Regions from separate parts of the Gossypium hirsutum genome. Here all the other regions are linked to region 1. Evidence: chromatin contacts called from public Hi-C data. All regions are on one chromosome and are shown on one strand. Each heading gives the region's core, a stretch centred on a gene start, on an enhancer-like site or on the middle of the called end of the contact. The rest is flanking DNA. Distances are from core to core; before and after follow the strand shown. Region 1 holds the start of LOC107892248 (serine/threonine-protein kinase STY13). Region 2 overlaps LOC107892253 (nuclear pore complex protein GP210). Region 3 holds the start of LOC107892259 (40S ribosomal protein S17).

The links. Hi-C and Micro-C count contacts between places; a contact is called where the count stands out from the background.
Region 2: a contact with region 1 is called in a Hi-C map of leaf, with 2.4 times the contacts expected there. The contact joins the enhancer-like site here to the promoter of LOC107892248 in region 1. A contact is called at or near these places in 2 of 34 Hi-C or Micro-C datasets (both in leaf).
Region 3: a contact with region 1 is called in a Hi-C map of leaf, with 2.3 times the contacts expected there. The contact joins the promoter of LOC107892259 here to the promoter of LOC107892248 in region 1. A contact is called at or near these places in 2 of 34 Hi-C or Micro-C datasets (both in leaf).

The regions. Positions count from the first base shown.
Region 1 is chrD09:9,776,850-9,781,126 of Gossypium_hirsutum_v2.1, reverse strand. LOC107892248 (serine/threonine-protein kinase STY13) reads right to left here and starts at 2,617. Exons shown (of 6, transcript XM_016817272.2): 1 at 1,937-2,617; 2 at 1,693-1,825; 3 at 1,380-1,572; 4 at 862-989; 5 at 625-783; 6 at 1-264. The coding sequence starts at 2,067.
Region 2 is chrD09:9,512,162-9,516,850 of Gossypium_hirsutum_v2.1, reverse strand. It overlaps LOC107892253 (nuclear pore complex protein GP210), which reads right to left. Exons shown (of 36, transcript XM_016817277.2): 36 at 4,460-4,689. Among protein-coding and RNA genes, the nearest start is that of LOC107892253, 24 kb to the right of the region's middle. Within about 2 kb of position 2,145, at least 7 of the 9 cell types and tissues checked have an H3K27ac peak or open chromatin away from gene starts, as enhancers often do. A contact at or near this core is called in leaf, where this site is marked.
Region 3 is chrD09:9,306,572-9,311,105 of Gossypium_hirsutum_v2.1, reverse strand. It overlaps LOC107892259 (40S ribosomal protein S17), which reads right to left and starts at 2,495. Exons shown (of 1, transcript XM_041101674.1): 1 at 1,630-2,495. The coding sequence starts at 2,251. The coding sequence ends at 1,826.

The sequences.
Region 1 (4,277 bases), core at 1,368-3,867:
GGTGGCCTTCGGGGTTTCCCCTACATCATCTCTTGCACCCATCAATGAACTTGTACCAGGTGACTCCGGTGGCAATACAGCATTCTCGGATGTTGTTCTCTTAGGAGGAATAACCTGCTCCACTGGTGAAATGATCGAGAGATAGCGTAATAGCATCTGTATGATTTGGCTGAAATTCGGCCGAGCATTTGGATCTTCTTGCCAACATGAGGTCACGATCAATGCCAAATCTTCAGGAAGGTCATCAGCACTAGGCCTAACATTCTGAAAACAACAGGTGAAGAAACACAGTCATAAATGAGTTTATTCTTGGTGAGATTAATTTCGAGAAACTGCATTGTGATTGTAGGTGGGCATAAAAAGCCCCCATTTTGACACTTTTGAAAGTAAGAATTACTTGAGTTGGACTGATGGTATCGTTAATGGGAAGGCTAACCTATCAAGATTCAAAAGTGGTCATATATCATTTATCATTCACAACATACTAGTCTTACTGTAAAATGACACAAGGGTGGTTTTGCAGATAGTTCTTTCAGCATCGAGTGAGCTTTTCAAACGCAGACAGACATACTCGAGAAATCATCCTTTTAAGTGTTACTCTAAAACAAGGCTCCAAATCATTACCTTAAAAGCAGCTGCATATGCTGCTTGTAAATTCGACATGCCTTCAAAAGGCAACTTGTTATGAATAAGTTCCCACAACACAATAGCAAAGCTGTAGGCATCCACCTTATGGTTGTAATGCTTTTTCTCTCCGTGCCTTAACGTAACTGTGCTATAAAGCTGTTAGAATAGGTAAATGTGTCAGCATCTTAAAAAGTAAAAAGAAAACCGAAGATAATAGATAATTCAGCATATTACCTCAGGAGCCATCCATCGGTACGTCCCGGTTTCAGCAGTCATCATTTCTGTTAATGACTCTTCTCTGGCTAAACCGAAATCTGCTAGTTTAACCGTTTTATGGTCCTCGGTCAAGATCAAGTTCTCGGCAAAAGGGAACAATTTATCAGGATCCTGCAAATATTGCATAAAGTTTACTTAAAAACCATTATTGCTTTCAATTAATTCAAGTACGAAACTATGGATCCGGCAAGTAGAAGCATAAAATCCAAACAAAAGATAGGACCATATTTATGTCACTATCAGTTTAACTTAATTCAAGTCACTATGGCCTCCCACAACATATAATGTTTAGCTTGGGCCCTGCTCGGAATCGCGCCTTCACTAGCAGTTTAACAAATACGGAACACAAATTCATCACTACCAAATCATTAAAAAGCTTACTACCCTTTTCATAAGTAAAAATTGCCAAACTTTTCAAAGAATGCTACTTATATAAGCACACCAAGAAAGGTTATATAGACATATAGTCATACCCGGTTTAAGGTCCCGATGAATGATCCCATGAGAGTGTAAGCATTCCATTGCACGAGCAATGTCGAGTGCGAATCCAATCACAACACGCATGTCCAAACACTTTGGCCGCATATTAAGAAGGTATTTACGTAACGTACCGCCTAGTAGAAGCTCGGTTACAATCACCATGATAGGTTCCTTGCAAGCTCCAATAAACTACACAAACATGATAAAACTTCATGATTTACAGGTATTCATATGAACAAATACAAGGAACATAACAAAACTAAGCAACAAGAATCAATGGTATAATATATATAATTTATTCAAAGTAACCTTCACTAGATTTTTATGTTGAACTCTGGATAACATAGCAACTTCCCTAGCAAACCTTCCTTCTCTTCTTGCAATCTCTTCAGGGGTTTCCCCTCTTCTAACAACTTTAATGGCAACTGTCTGATTTTTATATCTAAATGCATCCAATGGATTAAAAAGTACACTTAGAAAAAGAGAGAGCTAAATTGAGGTCCAAAAGGAGGAGCTTGAATTGAATTCAATTAATTAGAATTTTTAGACTTACTTTCCTTCATAAACTTTAGCATGAGCACCTTCTCCAATCTTGGGACCAACAAAAAGCTGCCGAGGATCGATCAACCACTTAGCATCTATACTGAAATCTTGAGTTGAAAAAAACCCATTTTTAGATCCCATCTTTTGGAATCCACCTTTCTCAAAACATGAATTTAATCGAAAAATCCCACATTTGAAGTAAACAGAAAAAAGGGTTTTAAAAGCCACAACTTTTCATAGGTGAAAAAAAATGGAAGTCACCAAAGACATGCCTTTGCCTACATTAAAGTATATACAAAACATAAACCCATACCCAAAAATCACGGATTACAGATCCAAAAAACCATCAAGAACTGCTCTTTAATGGGAAGCAAAGAATAAAGACCCACATGTTTTTCCACCAACAAAAACAAATTAATTAAAAAAAAAGCACAAAGACCCTTCTGTAATGAAGCAACCAGCAAGCTCTGACACAGGAAAGTTTTTTAAAAGAAAATAATGGGAAAGTGAGGTTAGTAAGCAATAGAAATATATAAAGGGAAAAAGGAAAAAGCATTTAATGGGGGAGGCTTGATTGTGAAGGGAGTTTTGCTCATGAAATATGGCGGATGGGAAGTGGTTACTGGTTTTTGAGAAAGACAAAGATGGTTGTTTTCCACACGGTACATTGTAATGGATACTCTTTTTCTTCTTCTTCTCTTTATAAGAAAAAAAGAAAATAAAAAAGTTGAAAAAAGAATTTTTATTTTCATTGGTTTCTTGTGTTTTTTCTTGGTGAATCTTTGTCAGAAACAACAGTGATTTTATTGCTTCTTTCGTCCTTTTTCATTGTTTTTTTCTTTCAATAATAATAACACCATTTTTTTGTTTTATTTAATGTCGATATTTCATGTTATTATTCATTTAGAGTGTTTATAATAATAAAAAAGCGAACATAATAAATTAATTTATTGTTTAATAATAATATTATATTCACATTATAATTTTCTCTAAATTAATCAATTTATTATTTTATAATATATTTTTATTTAATTAATTGATGGATTTCATGTGTTAGATATATATATATATATTTTAATTTGGTATTTTTTAAAATTGTTGTAGGATAAGGTGGCAAAAAAATCCTAATAAGATTTAGCTAAATAATTTTTCATAATTCCTTAGAATTTTTTTTTTAAATGTAGCATAAAAAAATTCGCAATAAAGCCGACCTTATTAAATTTATATTTTATTACGTCCTTCGGTGATTAATTAACTTTAATTAATGAAACATAAGACCGTTGACTTTCTTTATAATAATATCTCACCGACATCTTGACCTTTGACTACGTCATGAAATAATTAGCTGCCACGTCCTCATTTGATCGTACTGTTTCCCTCGGCTTTCCTGATTTACCCTTATTATGATAACGTGTCAAATTCCCATTTGTTGAATGATTACAGGGTTCAGCTCCTCTATTTCCCTAATTTTTATAATGTTATCGCTTTCCCTATTTATAAAATTAAAAAATTCAAATATATTCCAAGTTTTTATAATATATGAATATTTAGAATTTAATCAAATTTTTCGAATTTAAAAATGTAAATTTAATTATTAAAATAATTTTCTTTCTGTTAATAATTAAATTTGGATTTCAAAATATGAAAAATAGAAATGTTAAATTTCAAATACACGAATAATATAAGAATTTATAGTATATTTTAACTGAAATAAAAAAAATTTTAAACAATCTACATGGAAAGTGCCTGATGAATAGTAAAAAAAAATATGTTAAGAAAGGTGAAAAGATTTATTTAGATTGTAAAGTGATATTTACTTTTTTGACTTCAATATTTCCCCTAATCTTAGCTTAAATAAAAGAAAAGATATTGGAAGACTTGACTTTAATTGGAAGCTTATATTATGATTGAAAATAACAACTACCCCATCCAAATCCAATTAGCTAAGATAAACTTTCAATAATATTATAAATCTTAATATTAGATTTTCGAGTTAATGAAGGAGGACGTAGGTTTAAGTGCGCTAAATCGTATTATCTTCCTATTTATAGGTTGGAGAGGAACTATGGATAGTTCTAAGTATTATGTAAAAAAAATAAAAAAAAATATTTTTAGAACTTATAGTAAGATTGATGAACAAAATTATTGAATTTTATTCCAACCTTAAAATTAATCAACTCTATAATGTAAGCTTAAAATATCTAAATTTATCGTAAAACCATTCATTGGCATTACATGATACTTTTAGTACACTATTTCTTCAAAAATATATTATAAGAAATAAAATATTACATACACTTTTTAAAAAAATGATAATTGCATTTTTTTATTTTGAATTTTTTTAAAAATAA
Region 2 (4,689 bases), core at 896-3,395, 260 kb after region 1:
AGTTAATTGCCTTTTTAAATAAGGTACCCACAAGAAAAGGGACAAGACACCATATGAGTTATGGAAAGGTATAAAACCATCCTACAACCACTTGAAAGTATGGGGATCTTGCTAGTATAACGTATAATGGCAAGTCGAGACATATATGTCATTGACACAATACCGTTAAACAACTGATCTCAAACAGAGTTATCTCTATTGATTTTGAAAAATCAAAAGATAACATTGCAAATTCGTTAACTAAAGGCTTAAATGAGATCATGTTGATAAAACATAAAAAGGAATGTGACTAAAGCCTATGAAAATAAAAGGCATTATGTGAAGGAAAACCCTACCTAGTTGACTGGAGATCCCAAGATCTAGGTTCAAAATGACAACCTAATTGCATAGACCTTGTGAAGTCACTGTGGGGGTACTTATCCCAAGTTCGTTCCTATGATGTAAACAGTGACTAAAAAGGGGATAGTTTAAGCAATGCTTTTAATGACCATTGTGTGTTTTGATGAGCCGAACAACATAAGTCACCTATATGAGAGTGAAGTGGGGCTGCTTCAAGAAGACTACTGGGGCATAGTTCTCTCAAACTCTTGCAGAACCAAGATATGTTCACGGCTATATGAACATACCCATGAGAACTAAAACCTTGCCAAGGAGGTAGTTGTGTGAGGTATATCATCGTTTACACAAAAAGGCAGAATAGTTTAAGGACATCACGTCTACTGATCAGCTAGTAAAGTAAATATACTTTCACAAGGGAAAGTTCAAAGGTGGATACCTACCTATCCTATGCAACTATCGATCGTAGATTCTATTGCCACATTGAGTGAATGTTTTTCGATAAAACTATCAATTATCATTCATGTAGGGGTTTATTGGAAAAATTGCATTTTTATGGAACTTTGAGGCATATTCTCAATAGGTAAAGGTGAAGAGTTGAATCATAAAATTATGGTTTCTTATTCTACTCCATGAGACCTTTACAACGGTATATCATATGCTCAAAATGATTAAGTGATGAATGAGAAATTGATGCTCAAAGTAAGCTACTTAGAAATATTTGAGGAAAAGTAAAAGCTTAGATCCCACATTGGTTAAATACCAAGTGTGAGATGTGTATATATATGTGAACCCTTTTGAAGGATAATTGAATAACTAAACTTGAAACTTTGCCTCACACGTAGGGGGTGCAAGTCCAAACCAGACGGGGTTGGGGCACACTCGTACAATGTGGGCGACGCGAAATGTTTGGACTAGTTGGGCCCAAACAGGCCTATTTATATTTTAGCCCAAAACAAATTTATTTTCCTCAACAGACATAATCTACTTATATATGGACGGTGTCTGATTCCAATCAAATTTGATTCAATTTTTTAAATCAATTTGATTTTTTTACTCTTTAATGGCATATTTTGTGGTTATTTCTAAATTTTCAACCATCCTAAATGCCTATAAAAGGTTATGTATTATGTATAAATTCACACACAATCATACTCTTTCACATTGAAACTCATTTGCTTTCAAAACTTTTCCTTTTCCTCTCCGAATTTTTCAAACGTTCTGGTGATAGAAAAAGACAACGTTCGTTCGTTGATCGTTGTAGAGGTGCTACTACTTTGATACTATTATTGTTGTATCCTGGGAGACATTTGACCAACGTTTCTCCAAGTGTTGTAGGAGCGGTTGAATCTATCTTAAGGAAATTTTGTTTCACAGGCCTCAATGTTTCGTAAAATCTCTATTCTTCTTTATTTCAATTTTTATTACGATTTTATTTGATTTTCGTATTTCAAAATTTAATTATAAATTATTCTATTTATATTTTAGTTATATAAATATTTATTTATATTTATATTTATATTTATATTTATATATTTTATTTCACTAACGTGTGTATTGTCCAACAGATAATCCCATGATAACATTCCAAATGATGCTTTACAACTTATTTCAAGCTCCAACACTATGTTGGAAAAAAAGAAACGGGCCTTGATTTGGGACCGTAAAATACTCCCTAAAGTCCAATGAAAATTTGGTTAAAAGACATCTAAGTTTTACAACTTATTTCCTAGATATAACGATCATTGGGAATCATTGGAGCATATTATTTTCTTCTAACCAGCAGCCTGGGCCTACTTAGCATGCTTTTTATCTTTCATCGTGACCCAAATTCAGTCAGGTGTCCATCCTTTGCTCAATGGTGATCTCATTGCTCACATTTGTTGGGAAATTTGGAAAGCTTGTAATACCGCCATCTACGAAGGAAAAGAAAGAAACTCGGTTCAAGTTTGGAAGGATGCTTTCAAAGGACTTTCTGATTTCCATGATGCAAAGCCTCCATCTTCCCAACATATTTTTAATTTGTCCAATTTAATACATCAACTTTTATTTCGTTGACCGGTTTGGTGTCTGACCTTAAAGGTGTTAAATACCGACATCATTTGACATGTGGCTATGTCAAGAAAAAGGTCAACTAGTCAAAGTAAGGGACTCCAAAACAGTTATATCATAAAGAGCATTAATATTTTTTTTAAAAGCACCAATAAATTCCATGACCCTAAACTCTCAAAAACTTTTCTAGTCTCCTTGTTTCTGTTGCCTGGTTTTGTCATCGTCGTTGGCTTTTCGACTTACCTCTCCTCGTCAAAATGATCCTTTACTTCCCTTTTTTTTTATCGGACTAGATTTTCGAGGAACTCTCTCAAATGCCACCAGATCTGAAACCCAAAATCTATGGAAAATTACCTCAATCGGTCGATGTTTCGGGACAAAATTAAAATTAGGAAAATAAAACATAGAAGTGAAAGGGTACATTTTATTTTAAATAGGATAGTGACAGCTGTAGTAACTAATCAAGCTGTTACTAGTTTTCTTTTCTGCTACATAAGAAGTGTTGTGTATGCGGGGAAATACATATTGAATATTTGATGAAGTGATTCTGTTTCGTCTCCCTTCCCCTTTCTTTTTCCTTCTCCCTGCTATTCTGCTTCTTTGTTTCCTCTGTTTTCTTCTGAATTCTCGGCTTCTGCTTCTGTCCGCCTTTCTCTTTTCTGCTTTTCTTCTGGTCGATTCTGTCATATGATCGTCGCACCATTCCGAATGTAGCTTCCTCATGACCAGTCACGCCTCTACACTATTGAGATCGTCAGTTTGAAGCGTAGAAATTCAAGAGCTATTTTTTCATGTCCCTTTTCTTGATTGAAAGTTTGGGTTTATTAAGTTTTGAGTTCTCTCACTTTTTCTTTTTTGCATTTCTCCCCTGTTTCGAACTACAGAGATTCTTTTTCTTTTTTAATTCGATCTTCTCCCTCTCTTTCTCTCTGGTTTTGATTCAAATGGGTTTTCTTAAATCTGATATGTTTCGTGTTGTATTTTTTTTACTTTAATATATTTTGGAGTTCTGATTTCTTAAATCTAATCTTAAATATGATTTTTTATTTATTTTGGATTTCCAAAGGATAGGTGTGAGTATTTATATTTAATTAATTTGGTAGTAAGGTTGTATTTTAATTCTTCAATGATCTTTTCCTAAATCTGAAATTTGGGTTCGCTGGCTGAAGCTATGTGTTCCCTACTGTATGCTATTGGTGTCTATATTTTAAGAAAATTTGGGATCTTTTTAAGTTGAAACTTCCAATTTAGAGTTCTTTATATGTTCAAACTGATTTATATCAAAATCTTGTACCAAATCATGTGTTGATATTAAAGGTAAACAAAACTTGATTTGATTTAAAAATAAATGGAATAAAACTTTGGATTTTAAGTTAATCAAATTAAGTTATTCTTTTTTTTTTCCAATCAATTCAAATAAGGACTTTTATTTTTTGAGTTTTAGTTAGAATTAAATATTCTTAATTTGAATAAATCAAATAACAAATTAATATATCTACTTGTGTCCCTATAATTTTGAAAATAAATAAATTAATCCCTAAAAATTAAATTTTAAAATAATCTTCAAAAATCCTAAATTTTATACAAATTATAAAAAATTAAAAATTTAGTGTTTTTTAATGTTAAATTGCAAGAGTTTTTAACTTTTTAGATAGTTAATTTAAAATCTTGAATAAATAAATAAATTGTCAAATCAAATTTATCATTTTTATTTACTTTGAAATATATACAACCTTGTTCAACTTAAAATTTAGATTATTGACAACAAAATTTTATCTTTACATATTTACTTTTTCTAATTTGGCTCTAAACAAATTCATTCAACTCTACTTGAATTATATTTCACTCAACTCAAATTGAAAATTTCAAATTAAGAAATAATTTTCTTTGAAGTCAACTCTACAAAATTTAATTCAACACTCACCCTCGACAAAATGCACCAATACAAACCAAATTAGCCTAAACTTAACTACTTGGTACTGATCTACGGTAGGTACCAATACCGGTATGGTACTAACAACCTTGACTGAGATACGGCATAACACAACACAAACATGAACGAGACAACTCATATAGAACAACTTATTACCATAACAAAATTTATGAAACACCTTAAACACGGATTATAATAAGAAATCATACCAACAAAACCAAATCACTGATATGATCCAATCATCGAGTCTGTCAATGAAATTCGAGGTTGTATGTTTCGCCTGTATATACACATACATGATGCAACAAAATTTGGCATACATTTTGCCAGATTCTAACTTCTAAGCAATACAACAAAAATGAAGTTAA
Region 3 (4,534 bases), core at 1,246-3,745, 470 kb after region 1:
CGTAATGCCCAAAGGGAAACAATACGGCGACGTTCCATATAAAAGTATGTATGAAATGGGCTGCTGGGCCTGACAAAGAGATTTTTTTATATTAACCCATTTACATAATCGGAATAGGAGAAAAAGGGGAGTGGTGATGAAGCAAGAAATTATCGCTATTTAGCTGTAATCATGGATTTAAAATTGGACTGTTCAATGATACAAAAATCGATATAACCAAATTTTATTTGATTAATTCTGGATTTTTACCAAAATAATCCATTTTAAATATTTGATTTCAATTTCATCCTTGAACATAATATAGTAAAAAAATGTCTAATCTGTTAATTATCTTCCCGTAATGGTTTTAATTAATTGAAGCGCCAAACATGAGGGTTCAAGTTTGTTCAACCATGTCCATAATTTCTTTAGAAGAAATAAAACCTTAAAAAGCCACAGTCAATCAAACTATTTACTGCTCTCTCTCTTGATATTATATAATGTACAGAGCTCTCCAGAATGAGATGGTTGCTCAAAATACAACTCTCTAGGATCCATTACAACCCACAATTGTTAGTGAAGAGGTAACACAGGCCTTATTGTATGTGTCCAACTCCCATTTAGTTAACAATTGTCAAGTTTTTCTATTAGTTCTCATACCCATGGTAAGATATACACAACTTTAACAGTTGAAGCAACATAGATGTAACTACTGCCTAGAACGAAATGAAATAACTTCACCACCTAACCTTCCCAACCCAAAAAGAATCAGACTCAGATAACCCTAACCTCATATGACCCTTAACTCGAAACTAATCTGAAACTAAAACAACCCGAAATGATCCGAACACAAACTGCAAGAGAAAAGAAAGAGAGAATCCAGGGGTTGAAATAACACAGGAACCTCCATTAGATGACTAAGCTAATCTATCATTGTCTGATCTACTCTAAAGAAACGCAAGAGATAAAATGCAAGTATTTGCAGAGAGAGAACAAACAAGAAATAAGGAAGAAGAAAATGCCGAAGCTCTACCGCTAATCTACAAACAGTTACATGAATGCATTATAAGGTTGTGAACTTTCCAAGAATTATAATCATAGATGTATACACAAAATTGAGTTCATTAACGACTTCTAAAGACACATTCCAGTTCAAAACTTCCAATGTTACAAACTCAACCACTAATTAAAATAAGTGATAAATCTGCTAGCAGATGTGAGAAACCAAATTGGTTTGTGTTTTTTCGGTATTTATTCATGTTCAAATCCAACCATGATCAGGAAATACAAAGATAAAAAGAAAGATATGAGCCCAAGGATTATGCAAGTTGGCTTAATGAAAAACCCACCATTTCCATGGATGCCTTTCCCACAGCACAAAGAATACAACTTTAAAATTGAACCATACAATCTTTTAGTTCCTTGCTCACAATTGCCATTAAAAATTGCAGAACATGAACATGTGATTGAAAACAAAATAACCAGAATTGGGATTCTTTACCTCAACCTTTCATCTAATGAATAAAATCCCAAAATTGGAATCGAAAATGGGGCGTTATTCTCAAATTCACCATTTCAATCAATCAACATAATACCTCAGTATACAAAAATGAAATTCAAAGAAAAAATAAAATAAATGGCAATCAACAATCGCAGAAACTAAAAAGATTCTCATTTCAAATGCTTTTAAAAAGAAAGCGCACATCAAACTCAACAAATTCCAGTACCATTTAACATAAAAACTAATATTGTTCCAACAAGAAACACAAAATTTAAATACTACCCAAAAAATAAAACATAATGAACTTAAAATTAAGAACCCATCAAATAGACGGACACTAACCAATTAAAACCTCCTTCCGGGTCCACCACCACGGCCGAACCCGATTTGAGGAACAACGGCGACTGGATCAACCTTAACAATCCCCGGAATATCAGACATCCCAAGAACCGAAAGCATATCAAGAGTTTCCTTATCAACTTCGATTTGGTCGACCTTGATGGCCGATTCATCGGGGACGAAATCCATGCGGCGCTCACGCTCTTCCTCTTGGAGCTTCAAGGAAATGCCGCGAACCGGACCCCTCTGGATCCGTTTCATCAAATGGGTCGAGAAGCCGGCAATCTTGTTGCGGAGCCTCTTGGATGGGATAATGGCAACTTCTTCGATGATCTTCTTGTTAGTGTGGAAATCGAGGGTCATGCGAGAGTAGTAGCGCTCGATGACCTGACGGGAGGATTTCTTCACTGTTTTGGTACGGACGCGGCCCATTGCTTGGATCTGCGGCGGCGGCGGTGGCGGCGGGGGAGAGTTGGGCGGGGATTTGCGGAGGTGGAAGAGCAATGAAGGGCTAGGGTTTTCAGAGTGCGAAAGTAGGGTTCATATATATGGGTGATGAAATTTTTGAGCCCTTTCTATAAAGGGTAAAAGTGCAACGAATTTTCTTTTTCATTTTTAGGGTGAACTCATTGTGACTCTAAAATATGGCTTTTGATTATTCTATTTTTTTTTAATTTACTCAAGAAAATTTGTGTAAATTGTTCACTTTGTTAAAATTTCTGTTTTCTAACATATTGTTGACATTAGCACATTGAGTGACTAACACGTGGTATTTTTTGTTGACTTTTGACTAAAGTTTAGGGATCTCTTTATAATTAGTCTAAAAGTTTTTCCCAACTTTAGTCAAAAGTCAACAAAAAAGTATCACGTGTTAGTCACTCAATGTGCTAATATGCCACATCAACAATCCCTTAAAAAAACAAAAAATTTAACCGTAGTGACAATTCACACAATTATCTTATTTAGAGTGACTAAATTGAGAAAAAAAATGGAGTGGTCAAAATAGGACAGATCTTATTTTAGAATGACCATGGGCGTAATTTACCATTATTCTTATTATTAATATACCTGGATTTGTTATAGTCCCCCCTATAATACTCCAATCGCCCCATGAATTGGTTATTCCTAAACGAGTCATGAAGGGTATAACGAACATACCTTGTCTCCACATTGGATAAAGAACGGGATCGAAGGGATCAAAAACGGCTAATTCATATAGGGCCATTGAACCGGCCCAACCAACAATCAGAGCCGTATGCATTATATGAATTAGCTGTTTTTGATCTCTCCGATCCCATTATTGATTCAATGTGGAGGCAAGGTATGTTTGTTATACCCTTTATGACTCGTTTAGGAATTTTAGGAGGCAGTTGGAGTATTACTGGGGGGTTATTGAGTTAATTGCACTATGCATCCCCAAACCATGACCCTTATTTTAAATTGGTCCCTAAACTTCAAATCATTCTAATTACATCCCAACCTATTAAGATTATATCAATTAGATCTTTTTGTTACTAAAATTGTTAATTTAGCTGTTAAACTATATGTGAGATCGTATTTGACATAGTTTAAAATGAATATTGTAAAAATAGATCTTGTAAAAATATTTGTTTTGAGGTTTTCGAAGCTTTTACAAAGGCTTTGTCATTCACTTTCTCTTTTTTCAATTTTACTTTATTTCTAGTTTTTACTTTTAAAAGTTATGCGGCAATGTTTTTTTCTAAAAAAATTCATTTTAAATTTAGCTGCATATGATTTGTTATGTCATTTAATTATTAATTAACAATTTTAATAATGAAAGAACCTAATTAATATAACATCAATAATTCAGAGATGTAATTAGAATATTTTAAATTTAAAGACTAGTTTAAAATAACAGTCATAATTTGAGGATGTTTAGTTCAATTAATTCATTAATATTTAATTAAAATTTGTTAACTAATTGTACGGAGAAATGTGTGATTTAGCTCTATTTTTCTGCTGAATCCAAATTTCATTATTGTAATTGGACTCGTTCATAGATCTACACTTTATATATATATAAAAATAAAAACTTCCTAAGTTTAAATTTGATTTATTTTTACTGTTTATATATTAATATTATATATTTTTATAATTAAATTTAAATAAAAACATTTTTAAGCTTAATATCTCTTTTGACCTCTATATTATAACTAAATTATCATTTTGATACTTTATATAATTTTTTTTTATCAATTTGACCTCTATACTATCATTTTGTATATTCTATTATCATTTTTTTTTACTAAATGCATGGTAGACTTTGGGTTTTTTTTTTTGGCATATTTATATCCTTTTAAGGTAATTTTTAGAAATCCACTTAATAATTACTTCTAATTACACAAAAGTGGTATGTTTGGATAACCACTATAATTGATGAGTCCTACCAAATTGGGTATAATTAAAGCATCCCAATTACACATTTCAATTCTTAAGGGGAGGGTGACAATTGAAGTATTTACGTAGGTAATTATACAAATACCCAATTTTAAAATTATATTATAAGTATGAACATGTATGAGAGCTTGGGATGGCTATGGAAAAATTCTTATATTATAAATCATAAAAAGTTATATTATAAAAATAACGTGTATTTTGTAAAGTTATAACAACAAATTATATTATTTGAATCTTAGAAGATTTCTAAAGTTATGGTAAAAAAATTATTATAAAAAATAATTCACATGTTGTAAA